2 separate regions of the Sus scrofa genome follow, and region 2 is linked to region 1. Evidence: chromatin contacts called from public promoter capture Hi-C data. All regions are on one chromosome and are shown on one strand. Each heading gives the region's core, a stretch centred on a gene start, on an enhancer-like site or on the middle of the called end of the contact. The rest is flanking DNA. Distances are from core to core; before and after follow the strand shown.

What was found. Promoter capture Hi-C pulls out the DNA fragments that hold promoters and counts their contacts.
Region 2: a promoter capture Hi-C map of liver shows a contact between it and region 1, with 7 times the contacts expected there. The contact joins the promoter of ACTR1B here to the promoter of TSGA10 in region 1. A contact is called at or near these places in 1 of 5 promoter capture datasets (liver) and 1 of 47 Hi-C or Micro-C datasets (embryonic fibroblasts).

The regions. Positions count from the first base shown.
Region 1 is chr3:55,194,484-55,200,089 of Sscrofa11.1, reverse strand. It overlaps TSGA10 (testis-specific gene 10 protein), which reads right to left and starts at 2,381. Exons shown (of 21, transcript XM_021087209.1): 1 at 2,252-2,381. It overlaps LOC106508550 (a long non-coding RNA gene), which reads left to right and starts at 1,984. Exons shown (of 2, transcript XR_002342527.1): 1 at 1,984-3,024.
Region 2 is chr3:56,607,941-56,613,546 of Sscrofa11.1, reverse strand. It overlaps ACTR1B (beta-centractin), which reads right to left and starts at 3,191. Exons shown (of 12, transcript XM_021087260.1): 1 at 2,960-3,191; 2 at 740-804. The coding sequence starts at 3,007.

The DNA of each region.
Region 1 (5,606 bases), core at 1,132-3,631:
TCACTTTAAAAGACTATCACAGGGTATGCGTATAAGAAAATTCACAGGAGTTCACATTTACCAAAAACTGTAGCAACCTTAATGTTCACCAACAGTAGAGTAGGTAAATTACAGTACACTCTTACAACGGAACACTAAACAACAAACTACAAGCAGTAACAAGGATAAATCTTAAAAACGATGTCGACTCATGAAACAAAACACAAAGGAATACTTAGCACAATTCCATTTGTATAAAGCTCAAAAACAAGTCAAACTAGAATGTACATGTTCGCACACAAAGATGGTAAGGAAAACTGTAAGGAAAAGCAAGCAAGCCGCTATCATAGAAGTCATTACTATCTTGGGATAGGAAGGAGCTTGGATGGGAAAAGGGAATGAATAACACCCGCTCTAACTGCCTCTGTACATGGAGCATCTTAAAAGCAAAGTATCCTAAAACAAACTGAAAAAGAAAACACAGAGAGCTCAGAGACTATCTACGTTTCATTATATGCTGGGCTATAAGCAATGTGATTTTTTTTTTCATAAGGTAAACAAGATTTATTTTGGGAGCTGCCATTAAATAATGCTGAAGTGTATACCTTCAAAATAAATTTTTCATTCACATACTTTTCTACTTATTACCCACTAATTAAGACCAGATGGCTTAGTTCATTGATCAAAATTAAAATACAAATAAAAATCAGTTTTATCCTGACGATCTGAATAGTGAGACATTTCCCTTTTATAGCTATAACCTATTTTCTTCTAGTTTCAACCCGATTTTTATTCTATTTATTTCCTTAAAGGTTGTATTTGAAATTCTGAAAATCAATAAATTTAAAACAACTAATATCCTGAGGTATAACCGCCTGGAGTGGAAGAAGGTAAACACTGAGACGCTGTTATCTGTGCAAACGTTTTCTGAAGCCGCTATCCTTGATTTTATTTAGAGAAAAAAAAAAAAGTGTATTTCTATGTCTACTCGGGTCCATGTTCATCGCCATACAGTTATTCGATTTAATTGATTTTTTTTTTTCAAAGGAAAGTCGGCTTACCCTGCTTTTCTTGTGTCTAATGTGTACGGTATTTTAAGAGATTTTCATGCAAATGCCTAAGCAATCTCGGCCCTTCACCTCCCAAAGTCTATCAAGTGGCTTAGAAGTGAGAGGCTGAGAGTCAAGGAAGAGCCAGGTTGAATTCCCAAATCTCTGACTTCCAAATTCCTCAGCTCCACTCCAGAGCGTCTCTAAACAGAACAGTCCCCCCAACAACCAAGCGGAGAGCTGCTGCAGAAAGCGAAGCGGTCACCATAGGAACTTAGCGCGCAACCCTAAGCTCCCAAGAAACGACAACAGGGCCAAAGTTTGCTCCTGGAGGGCTTCTCTGGACCACAACTCTGCTCGCTACTGCCCCCCAGTCCAGTAGCTAATACCCACCTCAGGGGTCGCCCACAGTCCCCAACCCCCGCCACACCTGCCTTCTTGCAGCTGCCCTCTCAGAGGCCTTCTGGAGAAGGAGATGCTTCACCCCAACCCGACGCATCCCCACGCTTCTACCTGGGGCTGCGGGTCCCTTCCCGGGCTTCTCGGCCCGCCGTCCTCTCCGGAGCTCATCCTGGCGACTACCAGGACTCAACCTCCGCTGAGGAGCCAGGTCCCTCTCGGTCTCCATTCTCCGCCCCTTCCCCCGCCTTCCCACCCTAAATCGACCTGGCCCCGCCCCGGCGGGCGGAGGGAGGCGGGACCCGGCGGGAAGGAGGCTGGGGCCGTTAGCGCCGGCCGGCGCCGCCGTCGTCAGCCCCGCCCTCACGCTCTGTACCTGAGGGGGCTCGTCCTCCACCTCCCCGGCGCCTTCGCTCCGCTTCCGTCCCGCGCGCCCCAAGTCCCTGTGCGCACGCGTACCTGGCTCGACACGCCCTCTCGCGGGGACTATAAGTAGTGCGTACGCACCCACGCACGTAGCGACGCGTACGTCCTCCCTCTCGCCTTACAGGGCGCCGAGAAAAGGCCTCTTCCTGGTCCATCCGCGCCGCGCACGCCCACGCAGCGTCTAGACGACCCTCCTGAGCGTCCCGTCTCCTAGTAACCAGCCGCTATCCACTTTCCCAAGACTTTTTCTTTCTCTGTGCCGGCTGTGCGGCACCTGGGTGGAACGCGCATGTGCATGGTTATCTTGCCTCTGGCAGCCTTCTCTCAGCTCAGACACCTGCTCCTTCGCTGTCGCTTTTTTTGTACTATTTTTCCCGGGGATCGGATATCATTCTTACCCATGTTCAGTGAACTCTTTGCTCCCCAGAGTTGCTCTTGGGAGCAGGGAGGGTGGTGAGCTCTTCAGCCGCAGTCAGGAGCCGATTTTCGAGGAGCCCCCCAGGTCCGGTCCTGAAGCTGCAGCCTCTGGGGAGAGAGCTGGCGTGATCCGGTGAGCTCTGGCAGTCTGCAGTCTGGGGACCTTGCGGACTCTCTTCTGCCTTGCATAATCCAGTCTGGGTTCAGTCTGGGGAGTGACAGAACTAGCCATGAAAACGCAGATTCCTGACCGGTATACCTTATCCACAAAAAAGAGAAAGGGTATACTATCTCCCTTGATATTTAATGTTGTATCGTTTGTTTTCCTTATTAATACCATTTAAACTTGTCTTTCAGTTAGCAGGCTTCAGCCTTGGAACACTCATTTAACTTAACCAGGTGTAGTATTACTTTTGGCCAACCATGGTAGTACTGACCATATTACCTAAAAGTGAAGAAATGAGCTTTTTAGTGAAAAAGAATGAGAATTGCGTTTTTCTGGCAAATTTTTGGAGCCCAGCTTGAAATACTGCCTTCTAAACATTTTTTAATGTTTAACGTGTTTCATTTTTCTTAAATATCCCAATTACTTCTTAACTCTAATGGTGGCTTTATCTCCCTGTCATTTCCTGCAAATGAAATAGATAAACTAGGTTTTCAAAGCTGTTCTCTGATGATCTTGCTATAGTATTCACCTGTGTATTTCAAACATAATCTCACATTTGAAGAGACTAGTAATTCCTGTTTTTGCCAGGTGAGTACTCATTTTTGTTCCCACAATATGTTATTGACAGACATAAACAAATTTTGTTAGAACAAATTTCACTGGAGTGCATTTAATTATGTGCCACATCTTTCCAATTTGCTCTAATTTTTTATCATGATTTGTGCCAGTATATTTTCTCATTATTTCGTAGCCTTATTTTCAGATATCATATACTTTGTAAGTGGAGATACTAGAAAATTAAATTGAGGAGTTCCCGTCGTGGCGCAGTGGTTAACGAATCCGACTAGGAACCATGAGGTTGCGGGTTCGGTCCCTGCCCTTGCTCAGTGGGTTAACGATCCGGCGTTGCCGTGAGCTGTGGTGTAGGTTGCAGACGCGGCTCGGATCCCGCGTTGCTGTGGCTCTGGCGTAGGCCAGTGACTACAGCTCCGATTGGACCCCTAGCCTGGGAACCTCCATATGCCGCGGGAGCAGCCCAAAGAAATAGCAAAAAGACCAAAAAAGAAAAAAGAAAATTAAATTGAGTATCCGCGTTATTTGAGATAAAGAAATCAGAGGTCCCAAGAGGTACATTAATTATAGCTAACCGATAAAATACGTTATAAAGAAGCATGAGCTCTCAAAGACCATCAAAGTAATCTTAGGGAAAACGGTATAATCTCATTTCCTCCTAAAATACTGAGATTGTTTGAATAGGACGTTCTCACTTTCAAGCATTATTGAAAACAAATAGAGGGAAATATCAAAACCTCAAAACTCAGATGGAGCTGAAGGCTTGAGAGGAGAGGGGGATTATTTATATGGAAAGTAGGAACGTACTTCCTTTAGGGGAAAAATTATATGCAACCTAGATATTACTAATGATACTTTGGAAAGAATGTAGGAAAAAGATGATTTTAAAGACTAACCAGGGCATGAAGATTTTCTTTGCTTTTCCTATCAAGGACTACTGACTTCTTCCTCCAGCCCAAGAAAGTGAAAATTGTCTTCCCTCTGTGGAAACCTGTAGAGTAGCAAGTGCCTCATTCTGACCCACCTAACCCTTTGTAGTACCTTTGCTCTCTCCCTTGTGACAGATAATCCTGTGCAATTCTAAGATCAGGTTTCTCCGTCATTTCATAAGCCTCAACATGGAAACCTCTATTTTGCCTTTTTTCTTCCTTGGTACCACTCTCATTCCCTGAAAATAATGGGACTCAAGTTACCCACATGTTAAGCTGCTTGTTCCACAGCTAATCCATGCTCTGCTCTTTTTTTTTTTTTTTTTTTTTTTTAATTGGAGAGTTTGTATTGCTGTATCTTCAAGTGTACTCTCCCTTCATGGTGCCAATCCCACCGACAGTATTTTTCAGGTCCAACTTGTATTTGTCATTTCTGGAAGTTTGATTTTAAAAAAAAAAGTCACTTCTCACCTCATCATGTTCATGCTTTGCTCTGCCTTTTTGGAAGTATGGAATGGATTTTAAATGGCTGTTAATTATGTATAAATTCTCTCATCTGTCTCATTCCTGGGATTGTTTCTGTTAACTTGATTTTTCCCCTCCTGGTTATGAGTCACATTCTGCTGCTTAAGTTCTTATTGGCTGCCAAACATTGCAGATTTGACATTGCTGGGTGATGGAGGTTTTGGTTTGTGCTTTTCCTTAAATATATTTAGGCTTTGTTTTGAGATGCAAGAAGTTTACTTGGAAACAGTTTGATCCTTTATCGCTGCCCTGAGTAGTAACCACTAGCTGCATGTGGCTATTTTAATTTATGTTACTTTATGAAAGAGTTTCCACCATGGCTCAGTGGTTAACGAACTAAGGAACTCGACCAGTATCCATGAGGATGGGGGTTCCGTCCCTGGCCTCATTCAGTGGATTAAGGATCTGGCATTGCTGTGAGCTTTCGACCCTTAGCCTTGGAACCTCCGTATGCCACGGGTGCACCCCTAAAAAGACAGAAGACAAATAAGTAAATAAATAAAAATAAAATAAAATGAAATAAAAATTAAAATTCAGTTCCTCATTTGTATGTTATACATTTCAAATTCCAATTTCCCCGTTTTGTTCCCTCTCTCTTGCATTGGTGATTCTGTAGTAGAATTTTCACCTGCCAACACCCATCCCTCTGTCAACTTCAAATGTGGTATGTTTTGTGTTTTGTTGATGTTTTCTTTTTAATTTTTTTTCAACCTTGTTTTTGGAACAAGTTTTAAATATACAGAAATTTAGCAAAAATAATATACTGAACAATTTTTTAATCCTTTCTCATGTAGAGTCAAGTGTTGTTAATATTTTGCATATTTTACTCTCCCATCACTAGATAATTTTTAATTTTTTATTAGAGTATAGTTGATTCACAGTGCACACCAATTTCTGTTGTACAGCAAAGTGACCCAGGCATATGTAAATATATATATTTCCTTTCTTATATTATCTTCCTTCATAGTCTACCTCAAGAGACTGGATATAGTTCCCTGAGCCATACAATAGGACCTCATTGCTCATCCATTCTAAGTGTAGCATTTTGTATCTACTAACTCCCACTTCATCCCACTCCCTCTCCCCTCCCTCCTGGCAACAAGTCTGTTCTCTGTGTTTCTGTTTTGTAGTTAATAAAAAAAC
Region 2 (5,606 bases), core at 1,942-4,441, 1.4 Mb before region 1:
CGCAGTTCTCGGCAGACTGGATGAACTACCATTCATTTCAACATCTGACCTGAGTTCCCTGCACACTAAGAGGAATCTTTAAGTACACTCAATATGAGTTCTGGAAGGAACGCTGAAGCTCTCCTGGGTGCTCCATGCTGGCTGTGTCTTGCTATAGCCAGTTATTTTGAGGGCCTTAGGCCAGGAAACTCAAAAGCCTCTAGGACTTGAGAAGAGACACAGGTGAGGGAGGGCTCCCTGATGGGCTGGAGCGGCCAGGGCAGCGTGCCAGGCTTTCACCCCCTCCTACCTCTGCTACCACGGTGCCATTCTGGCAAAGACTCCCTCCGTCTGAACACAATATTTTCTAGAGTCTGAAACCATGTAAGACCCGAAGAAATCAGAAATCATTTCTGGGGAGGAATGGGTGGCTGTGCATTAACTCCGCACTTTCTCCCCAGAGGCTAGGTCTCTTTCCTGGAGATTGTTTTATTCTTGCTGCTGCTACCACGCCCTGTCCCCAAGGGAAAGCTGGTGGTTTCTCCTCCTTCCTGGCTCCAGGAGGGACCAAAATCAGAGTCCAAAGAGGAGGGGGGAGCCCAGAGCACCTGTCTTCTCTTTCCAGAACTCAAATCTAGTGTTTCACAAGTCTAGTGTTTTCACCTTCATACAGGTGGGGGCAAGAGAGCTGTGACACGTGACCAGTGTTCTCCCCTGAAGCAAACCAAAGGGTTAAGGATGCTGCCTGAGCAACACTTACTAGTTTGGGAAACAGTATTTGGGAATCTGGTCTCCGGCAAAGCCAGCCTTGATCACCCCCGAACCCTGAAAGAGAAATAATGTTTAGCTTCCAACATTCACCTCCAGATGAAGGCAGTGCCCCATTGTGCAGAAGGTTGCTGCCCTACCAGGGCAGCCCGGGCAGGAAGCTGAGGACCTGCCAAGAGAGCAAAGCCAAAAAAACACAAAAAAACAAGAGAGCAAGGCCATTTACAAGTACACCAGTGGTTCAAAACTGGGGGCGATTTTGCATCCCCTCCTCCAAATCTGACCATATTTGGAGACTGGGGAGCAGGAACTACTACTGGTATCTTGTGGGTAGAGGCCAGGGATGCTGCTAAACATCCTACAATGCAAAGGACAGCCCCTCAAAACCAAGAGTGATCCAGACCAGAATGTCATTAGTGTGGAGATGGAGGAACCACGAAGCAAACCCTCCTCTGCATGCTCCATGGTCACTCCAGGCAGGAGGAATCCACAGCAGCACATGCTACTCCCCAAACCCAGCTAGAAGCAACCCCTAAGCCTGTTTTTTTTTTTTTTTTTTTTTTTTTTTCCCCTCCAACAGTCCCCAGCCCCCTCCTGTCAGCAGCCATGGACCACATACAGGATGGCCCAGGGAAGATCATTGGATGCTTGGGGACAGCTGGCACTTCTCAAGTGGTTTCCCCAGAGCCTACAAGAGGAGAACTTGGTTCTGCACTGCTTCAGGATGGAAGCTGGATTTAGAATCCCCCCCCCTTTTTTTTGGCCAGAATGTACAGTAGCTTGACATGGGATCTCAGCTCCCAGACTCGGGATTGAACTTGGGCCAAAGTGCTGAAAGCACTGAATCCTAATCACTAGACCACCAAGGAACTTAGAATCTTGAAGGGAACTTGGCATCTAGAAACTCCCCATCCACTGCAGGAACCAGAATCTCAACCCATGTTCCCAGAGATCTCCACCACCAGCCTTGGGGTCTGTAGAGCAGACATATACAACCCTAAGTTACAGAGGAGGGGTTGGAAGCCCAGAGGGAGCAAACCAGTTCCCTCTTAAACTTTTTGATTAGCCTAAGTGGATTATTTGCCCGCCAAGAAAGGAAGTGGCCCTGTCCTTCCCATGGGCTGATGGAGAGTATCCCCCAAGCCCAGTTCCAGCTTTCTTATTAAGCATCCCCTGCAGTGACTCAGGGTGCTCACATGGGTACTCCAAAAAAGACAGCCATTCAGGGATTACATGGGAGTCAAATGGCAGGGAGACAGATCCAAGAAAGAAAAGTGAGTCATTAACAAAAACTCCAGGGCTCCAGGGGCAGATACCCAGCTAGGAGCAGAGCCACAGATCCCTCCCTGTCCTTTATTTTCTTCCTGTGGACCAGGAAGCATGCTTAGCCCCAGTGTTGAAGGACCACAATGGAGCCAAGCAACTTTCTCCTGAGGTTGTCAAACAATTATTGCAAAGTACTCATGGGTTCTGGGAAAAGTAGTCCTGAATTCTTTCCATTGCCCTGCCAACTGTGGAACTTCTGTTTGGCTCCTGGAGCACTTAAGGAGAGGGTCAAAACAGCCAAGTGGCCAGGCAGGTGGCCGTGGCTATGTGGCCGGCAGAGCTTAGCTTACATTTTCCCCTGTCCCAGGAAAAGGGTGCAGCAAGGCCTGCCCACTCTGGAGGTGCTGCCTGGGGGTGCAGCCCCTTGGGAAGAGCTGTTGTAGAGGTCACCAGGCCAACCCTCTCCGAAACATGGGGCCAGTGGTGTGCAAGAAGGCAAATGCCATTCCTCCTCCACTAGGAGGGGCAGCCAGAGTCAGAGCCTGAGGAGTAGTAAAGGGGCTGGGTCGAGACCTGCCCTGTGACCTCACTGTCAATTGAGAAGGGTCCGGGGTGCGCCCCGAGCCTGACACACATCTGCCGGGTTGCCCGGCTGTCACTCCAGCCCTCCAGATGCTGACCAAGGGCCGCCAGACGGATGGGACTCCTGCCTCTCCTGACCTCCCCGCCGGGCTCAGGAGTGCTCTGGCTGGGGCTCTGCCACGCTGGCGAGGGTCTGGCCCCGTGGCCCGGGTTAAGGGCCAGGTGGGGGCGCGGGCGGCCAGCGCGGGTGGCAGGCGGGCAGTGACCAGAGGAGCGGCAGAGACGGGCCGGGGTCCCTGCAGGTGCCGCCGCATGAGTCCCTGAGGGCGGAGCGCCCGCCCTCCCCCCGGCCGCCGAGCCTCACGTTGTCGATGACCACAGGCTGGTTAGCGATGATGTCGTAGGACTCCATGGCCGGGCCGGGCCGGCCCTGCCCAGCAGGCGGGCTGCTGGAGGGACCAACGGCGGGCGGGCAGACGGAGGGGGACGGAGGCGGCTACAGACGCTGCGCCGCGCCCCTCCCATCCAGAGCGCGCAGCTTAAGCAAGCCCCGCGGGGCTTTCTGGAGGGCCGGCCCCACGGCCAATCATAGCTCCAAGCTGGGCGGATTGACGCAGGTCGCCTGGGGCCGGAGGCCGGCGAAGGGGCGGGGCCGCCGGGTGCTGGCCAGCCAATGGAGGCCGCTCGGAAGAACCGCAGGGGCGCTTCCAAGGTAGGCTGCGCCGCGTGGGGTTGACGTCGTGGCTCCACTCTTAAAGAGGACGTGTTCGGAGTCAGGAGGGTTGGGAGTTCACCTGTCCAGGAAGACTCCGTTCCTCCTAAGCTCGCTGCACCCGAGGAGGCTGGCGCTGGATATTTCACCCAAAGCATTTCTTTATAGAGCATTGAGGAGGATCCTTTTCCTAGTAAAAATTACAGTTTCGTGCTAACGGTAGCTGAGTTAATGGAGCACCTGCCACGTGCTTGCGGAGGACTTCTAACCCACTTTCTATAGATTACTATATTACACCCTTGCAGTAACTGTATCAGGTAGTTTTATTATTATCCCCATTTTACAGATATGGGAATCAAGGAGCAGCAACTGGGATTAGCCTGCAGGCAGCCTACAATTGTGCCGGAGTCAACTGCTGCATAAGTGCTAGATGAGAGTCCTGAATTCACTACCGAACTGAGCCATGGTTATTTGCATCTCTATATAACTTTCCCACTAGACTGTGAGATTAAATTTGGTAAAATTGAAGCACAACCGTCATGCAGAAAAGTGCAGAAATCATAAGTATACATTTTAATGAATTATACCTATACTCCAAACTTTATACCTATTTTCACAGTCTTTGCCTCCTTGAAACATTCAGTTTTCAACAGGGCGCAAGAATCAGGGCACTTCTGCTTCTAGCCTGTAGTTAGTCTAGTGGCTAGGTTACCTGGTTTTCATCTAGGCTGCCCAGGTTCAATTCTGGAGCAGGAAATTAAGGTCTCACTCCAAGTCATTACTCACTGCTGTCTCTTCGAGATCATAACCATCACTGAATTTAAGAAACAAAGCATGGGAGTTCCCGTCGTGGCTCAGTGCTTAACGAATCTGACTAGGAACCATGAGGTTGCGGGTTTGATCCCCAGCCTTGCTCAGTGGGTTAAGGATCCGGCGTTGCCATGAGCTGTGGTGTAGGTTGCAGACGCAGCTCAGATCCTGAGTTGCTGTGGCTCTGGCATAGGCCGGCAGCCAGAGCTCCGATTTGACCCCTAGCCTGTGAACCTCCATATGCTGCGGGAGCGGCCCTAGAAAAGACAAAAAAAAAAAAAAAAAAAGCAAAGCATGACCCAGAAACCTCTCACCCCTTTTGCTCACTGCTTTTTCCTCCTCCTCGGAGACCACTGTCCTGCATTCTAATGACACAGGTTAGTTTTGCCTATTGTGGAATTTCACGCAATTGAGGTCATAGATATGTTTGTTTGTATCTGGTGTCTATCCATTCATAAAATGGGTCATTGTGCAACTATTTAAAATAATGAGGGATTTCTGTATAATCTGATGAGAAATAAGTCGGGATGTACGGCTAAGTCAAAGCAAAGAAAGCCAGAGTCCAGAATGTTCTATGTGTAAATGTCTCCAATGATTGTATAAGCCACATTCAAGACTCTTCATTTGTTTATTTATTTGTCTTTTTGTCTTTTTAGGGCCACACCTGCAGCATATGGAGTTTCCCAGGCTAGGAGTCCAATCAGAGCTGAAGCCACCTGCCTACACCAGAAGCATAGCAATACTACGTCTGGGACCTACACCACAGGTCACGGCAACGCCGGATCCTTATCCGCTGAGCAAGGCCAGGGATCTAAACTTCATCCTCATGGATGCTAGTTGGTTCATAACTGCTGAGCCACGACGGGAACTCCTCAAGATTCTTTAATATGGGAAAGGGAACTTATGAGACCAGAACTCTAACTCTCCATCCTCCACATAACAATTTCGTTTATTTTTAAGGCTGCATTATATCCAATTGTATGTATATAGTACATTTTGCTTATCCATTCATCTGTTGGATTCTTGGGTTGCTTCCACATTTTAGCTATTGTGAGTAAAACTGCTATGAACAATGATGTACAGGGAGTTCCCGTCATGGCTCAGTGGTTAACAGATCCAACTAGGAACCATGAGGTTGCTGGTTTGATCCCTAGCCTCGCTCAGTGGGTTAAGGATCTGGCACTGCTGTGAGCTGTGGTGTAGGTTGCAGACAGGGCTCGGATCCTGCGTTGATGTGGCTGTGGCGTAGGCTGGTGGCTACAGCTCCAATTCTACCCCTAGCCGGGGAACCTCCATATGCCGCAGGAGCGGCCCAAGAAATAGCAAAAAAGACAACAACAACAAAATAATGATGTATAAATACCACTTTGAGACTCTGCCTTCAGTTCTCTGGGATATATAACCAGATATGCAATTGCTGGATCATATTATAATTCTATTTTCAATTATTTGAAGAACAGCCATACTCTTTTCCCTAGCAGATGCATCA